2 separate regions of the Mus musculus genome follow, and region 1 is linked to region 2. Evidence: chromatin contacts called from public HiChIP or PLAC-seq data. All regions are on one chromosome and are shown on one strand. Each heading gives the region's core, a stretch centred on a gene start, on an enhancer-like site or on the middle of the called end of the contact. The rest is flanking DNA. Distances are from core to core; before and after follow the strand shown.

Evidence for each region. HiChIP or PLAC-seq counts read pairs in DNA pulled down with a chosen protein or histone mark.
Region 1: an HNF4G HiChIP or PLAC-seq map of pancreatic cancer cells shows a contact between it and region 2. The contact joins the promoter of E230032D23Rik here to the enhancer-like site in region 2. A contact is called at or near these places in 4 of 39 promoter capture datasets (the 3T3-L1 cell line, 3T3-L1-derived adipocytes, liver and 1 more), 4 of 484 Hi-C or Micro-C datasets (CD4 T cells, bone marrow-derived macrophages, nephron progenitors and 1 more), 6 of 115 datasets of contacts at active chromatin or transcription factors (the HPC-7 cell line, bone marrow-derived macrophages, effector CD8 T cells and 3 more) and 1 of 9 other capture datasets (adipose tissue).

Annotation. Positions count from the first base shown.
Region 1 is chr7:143,666,955-143,669,654 of GRCm38.p6, reverse strand. It overlaps E230032D23Rik (RIKEN cDNA E230032D23 gene), which reads right to left and starts at 1,408. Exons shown (of 2, transcript NR_153818.1): 1 at 1,310-1,408. Tnfrsf23 (tumor necrosis factor receptor superfamily, member 23) reads left to right here. Exons shown (of 6, transcript NM_024290.4): 6 at 1,063-2,700. The coding sequence ends at 1,112.
Region 2 is chr7:143,613,705-143,616,404 of GRCm38.p6, reverse strand. It overlaps Tnfrsf26 (tumor necrosis factor receptor superfamily, member 26), which reads left to right. Exons shown (of 8, transcript NM_175649.5): 5 at 1,480-1,556. Among named protein-coding and RNA genes, the nearest start is that of Tnfrsf26, 13 kb to the left of the region's middle. Within about 2 kb of position 1,449, at least 64 of the 459 cell types and tissues checked have an H3K27ac peak or open chromatin away from gene starts, as enhancers often do. A contact at or near this core is called in adipose tissue, bone marrow-derived macrophages, liver and 1 more, where this site is marked.

The sequences.
Region 1 (2,700 bases), core at 159-2,658, 53 kb before region 2:
GCCATCCTAGGCCACATACGCAGCCAGTGCTATGGTTGTCTTCTTATTGAATGACAATGTACATACCATAGCATTAACAGTTTCAAAATGGACATCAAAATGAAACTGAATACCAGCTCCTCTATCTGTTACAATGTCTCCCAAACATATGTCTCTCTTTGACCCACCCTCCCAAGAAGATCTGCCTCAGTGGTCTGGCCTACCTGAATGGTTCATGGAGGTAGAGTCGCCGTGTGTGGCTTTTGTGTCTGGGTTTCAGCATCATGTTTCTCTGCATGGATGGGGGTTTGCTGCACGTATGCCAGTGCCATGTGTGTGAAGAAGCGTCAACTTACCTGGGACTGGAGTTCCCCGTTGTGGTTATGAGCCACCATATGCATGCTGGGAAGTGAACCGGGGTCCCCTGCAAGAACGCCTTAACCACTGAGCTACCCAACCATCATGTATTAAGGCTGATCTAGGCTGAAGCTCTGTCATCGCCTCATGCCTTGTCACGGTTGAATCATCATGTACCACCCACGCTGTCTCATTCCCATGTTAATGGCATTTTTAATAATTCCTTATAATATGTAGACCCTTACACCAAATATTCAGTGGGGAAAGGGCAGCCTCTTCAATAAATAATGCTAGCCTGGCATTAGTGGCGCATGCCTTTAATCCCAGCACTTGGGAGGCAGAGGCAAGTAGATTTCTGAGTTTGAGATCAGCCTTGTCTACAGAGTGAGTTCCAGGACAGCCAGGGCTACAAAGAAAAACACTGTCTTGAAAAACCAATATAATAATAATAATAATAATAATAATAATAATAATAATAATGCTAGCAAAAGAACCTATACCTATGAAAGAATGAAAGCTGTAACTGTATTTAACAACATATGAAAAATTGAGGGTTGGGCTAAATCTCAGTGGTAGGGTATTACCCTACATGCATGAAGCCCTAATTTAATCCCCAGTACTGCCAAAAATACAATAAATTCAACCAGGGCACACTGGCCATGGCCTATAATTCCAGCATTCTGTTCTTGAGTTGACCAAAATATTTCTTGTTTTTCCCACTTTTAGATCCCAGAAACTGGCTGTTCCTACTGATGCTAATTGTCTTCTGTATCTGAAGAAGATAAAGGTTCTACAGATGGTGTCTGTAGCTTCCTTTTATTGCTGTGAAGAGAAACCATGGAGGCAACTCTTTCATTTTATTTTATTTTTTAATGTCTTGAACTTGATTTGAAGACCAGGCTGGACTCAAACTCACAGAGATCCGGACTAGGCACCTCTAATATAGGAAAACATTGAATTGGGACTGGCTTACAGTTTCAGAAGTTCTGTCCATGATTATCATAGTGCGAAGCATGGAGGCACGGAGGCACACATGGTGCTGGAGAAGAAGCTGAGAGTTCTGCATCTTGATCTGCAAGCAATAAAAGGAGACTGTGTGCCACACTACACATAGCTTGAACATAGGAGACCTCAAAGCCTGTCCCCACAGTGACAAACTTCCTCCAACAAGGTCATACCTCCTAATAATACCATTTCTTATGAGGCAAGCATTCAAACACATGAGTCTATGAGGGCCAAACCAATTCAAACCACCACAGGTTAACAATTGCCCTCTGCAGCTCTCTGGTGGAGGCCCTCCTTGAGAGTAAGTAACAATTTAGATGAAGGCAAGTCCTGGTATCAGGTCCAAAAGAAACTCAGGATGAATGGTCCACTGTGGTTCCTATTAACATACTGAAGAACATGACCTCACCTTAGACTTCTCCACCTCACTGGCTTCCCTTCCCCTAGCTTCTCATTCCCAGGTAACCCTGCCATTTTTTGGTAATGTGCCTTCTTGGTTCTTCCTCTCCTTTCCCCCTCTCTTCTGGTCCTTATTTCTCTTCCTCTCCCACTCTCCACCAGCCGCCTCTTAAGGCCTGAGTCAGTCTGCAGGCCATGTTTAATCTACTACTTTCTCTCTGCTCTGGACTCATCCAGATGTCTCTGGCTGAGCTCTCCCTCCTATCTACAATAAAACCCTTCCCCCTAACCAGAAATGGAACAGTTTTGTCCTCACTTTGTACATCTGGTGCCTGAAACCAGAGAGGAATATATATGACCCCATCCAAGAGACTCAGCCTCTCCTAGCCAAACCATGCTGTTGGTTTGACGACTTCCTAAGGTATGCATGGATGGATCACTTGTTCCTGCAGGCTTCTGCAACCTACCATAGTGAACTCCAAACCTGGAATTCACCTCTTCAGCTGCTTCTCCCCTCTACTTGCTCTAACCATTTGCTTCTCCTCACCATAGCAGGAAATTTCCACTTGCCTAGGGGTGTGGTCAATGCCTTGCTATCACTACTCAGAAATTTCCCCTTGGCTAGAGGTGTGGTCAGTGCACTGCTCTCACTGCTCAGTAAATTTCCACTTGCCTAGGGGTGTGGTCAGTGCCTTGTTCTCACTGCTCAGTAAATTTCCCCTTGGCTAGGGGTGTGGTCAGTGCCTTTTTCTCACTGCTCAGTAAATTTCCTCTTGGCTAGGGGTGTGGTCAGTGCCTTGCTCTCACTGCTCAGTAAATTTCCACTTGCCTAGGGGTGTGGTCAGTGCCTTTTTCTCAATGCTCAGTAAGTTTCCACTTGCCTAGGGGTGTGATCAGTGCCTTGCTCTCACTGCTAAGTAAATTTTCACTTGCCTATGGGTTTGGTTAGTGCCTTGTGCT
Region 2 (2,700 bases), core at 200-2,699:
TGGGATCTGATGCCCTAGTGTCTAAAGACAACAACAGAGTACTCATATACATAAAATAAATAAATATTTTCTAAAAAGATAAAAAATTTTGGTGACCACTTAACAAAACTACAAACAGGGAATGAAAACAGGAATTTATTCTTGTATGGTTCTGGAGCCCAGAAGTCCTACATCAAAGGTACCCCCTGGTCCTCACGCCATCTGCAAGCTCTGAAGCAATGGTTCTTAACCTTCCTAATGCTGCAGTCCTTTTTAACACAGTGTGCTGACCCCCAACCATAGTCTATCTATTTTGGTTTTTTTTTTTAAGATTTATTTATTTAATATACGTGAGTACATTGTTGCTGTATTCAGACACACCAGAAGAGGCCACCAGATCTCATTACAGATGGCTGTGAGCCACCATGTGGTTGCTGGGAATTGAACTCGGGACCTCTGGAAGAGCAATCAGTGCTCTTAACCACTGAGCCATCTCTCCAGCCCTATTTTGGTTTTTCAAGATAGGATTTCTTTGTGTAGTCCTGGAGATCCTGGAACTTGCTTTGTAGACCAGGCTGGTCTTGAACTCACAGAGATCTGCCTGCCTCTGCTTTCTGAGTGATGGGATTAAAGGGCTGCCCTAGAACTACCCAGCTCAAAAAATTATTTTTGTTGCTACTTCATAACTGTAATTTTGCTGCTGTTGTGAGTCATAATGTAAAAAAAATCATAAAATATGTAAATATTTATTTTTTTATGTGCATAGGTGTTTGCCTGAATGTCTGATGCCCATGGAGGCCCAAAAAGGGTCTTGGATCCCCTGGAACTATAGTTGTAGCTGCTTGTGCACCACAATGTAGATGTTGGAAATAGAATCTATGTTCTCTAGAAGAGCAGCAAATGCTCTTAACCACTAAGCTATCTCTCTACTCACATGCACCCTTCTTTTATTTAAGTCAGGGTCTTACTGTGCATCATTGGCAGGCCTGGAAGTCACAATGTAGACCAGATTGGTTTGAACTCACAACATTCTGTCTCTATTTGCTTCCCAAGTGCTTTGATTAAAGGCATTCACCACCACACCAGGCAATGGCTCACACCTGTGAGGCAGGTTATACACGCATAAACATAATTCAGAAATCACTGAACTGTGAGATCGGGAGCCTGATGTGAATAAAGACTGCCTTCAACTCCAGTATGGTAGAGGCTTTTGCTTGTTTACGCCTGCTTGCCTCTTCCTTATTCACAACATCTTTGCCTCTAGGCAGACTTTCCTCTATGTGGTCTTCATAGCTAGGTGCTCTAGCCAGGAGGAGAGGGGGTTCTTCCTCCTAAAAATCACAGATGCCCCTAAACTCTAATCTCCTCAGAGTGCTTTTGCCAGAATGGCAAGGTATAGTAGCTGCGTTGGAGCTGATTCTCCCTAACCCTGTGGGAAGTGAAGAGTGAGTTCTGGGCTGCCTGGGTGGGAGGAAGTAACACACCCTGTTTTCCTTCCAGCTGCCCTGACGGCAGAGTCGTCAGGAAATGCAATGCCACAATGGACACTGTGTGTGACAAGTTTGACTCAGAGCCAGGTAAGGACATTGAAAATGTTCACTGCTGTACTGACTAATTTTTATGTCAACAACACAGGCTAGAGCTATTTAAGGAAAGAGAACCTCAACGGAGAAAAACGGCACTGGGCAGATTGACTGCTAGCCATCCCTATGGGACATTTTCTTAATTAGTGATTGATATAGGAGGGTACAGTCCATTGTGGGTGGTACCACCCCTGGGCTGGTGGTCCTGGGTTCTATAAGAATGCAAGTTGAGTAAGCCAGTAAGGAACACCCCTCCATGGCCTCTGCATCCGCTCGTGCATCTAGGTTCCTGCCCTGTTTGTGTCCCTGCCCTGACTTCCTTGATGATAGTCTCAAGCTGTAAGTCGAAATAAACCTTTTCTTCCCCAAATTTCTTTTGGCCATGGTGTTTTATCCCAACAATAGATACCTTAACTAAGACAGTCGAGAAGGTAGCATTGACATCTATAGTCATTACTAAACTCTACCACAGAAGGAAAAATACCCAGTGACTATAACAAATGACTGGCCACGTGCCAATAAAACTTTACAAAAGCAAGCAGTGGGCTGCATTTTGTCTTGAGGCTGGAGGTCAGGAGTCTCATCTTTGGGCTGGAGAGATGGCTCAGCTGTTAATGTCTAGGCTCATAACCCAAAATACAGAAATCTTGTCTTAGTCAGCAAACAGATTCCCTTCTCAGACCTCAGTCTCAAACCAACGTTTGTGAGTCTGGGCCTTCTGTCTGTGTATCTGTCACTGGTTCTGTTTTCAGGGAGGGCCCTGATGTCTGAGGGCTGGAAATCTCTTTGTCCTCCATCTGCTGTGTAGTGTGAACACCTCTGAGAGCTGAGACATGTTGGTTTACCTTTCAAAATCAGCTTTTCCACTTCCAAAGAAGTTCTGTGTGTATATATGTGTGTGTGTAGTGTATGTGTTTGTGTATGTCTGAGTGTGTGTGCACATGTGTGCACCTGTGTGGGGAGGCCAGAGGGCAACATTGGGTGTCTTCCTCCATTGCTTTCCCCTTTTTAAAAAATGTATTTTATGTATGTATACATGCATATACATATATAATATATACCATATATTACATACAGTATATAGTATACATGTATATGAACGTGTCATGTGTGAGCAGGTGCTCACCAAAGCCAAAAA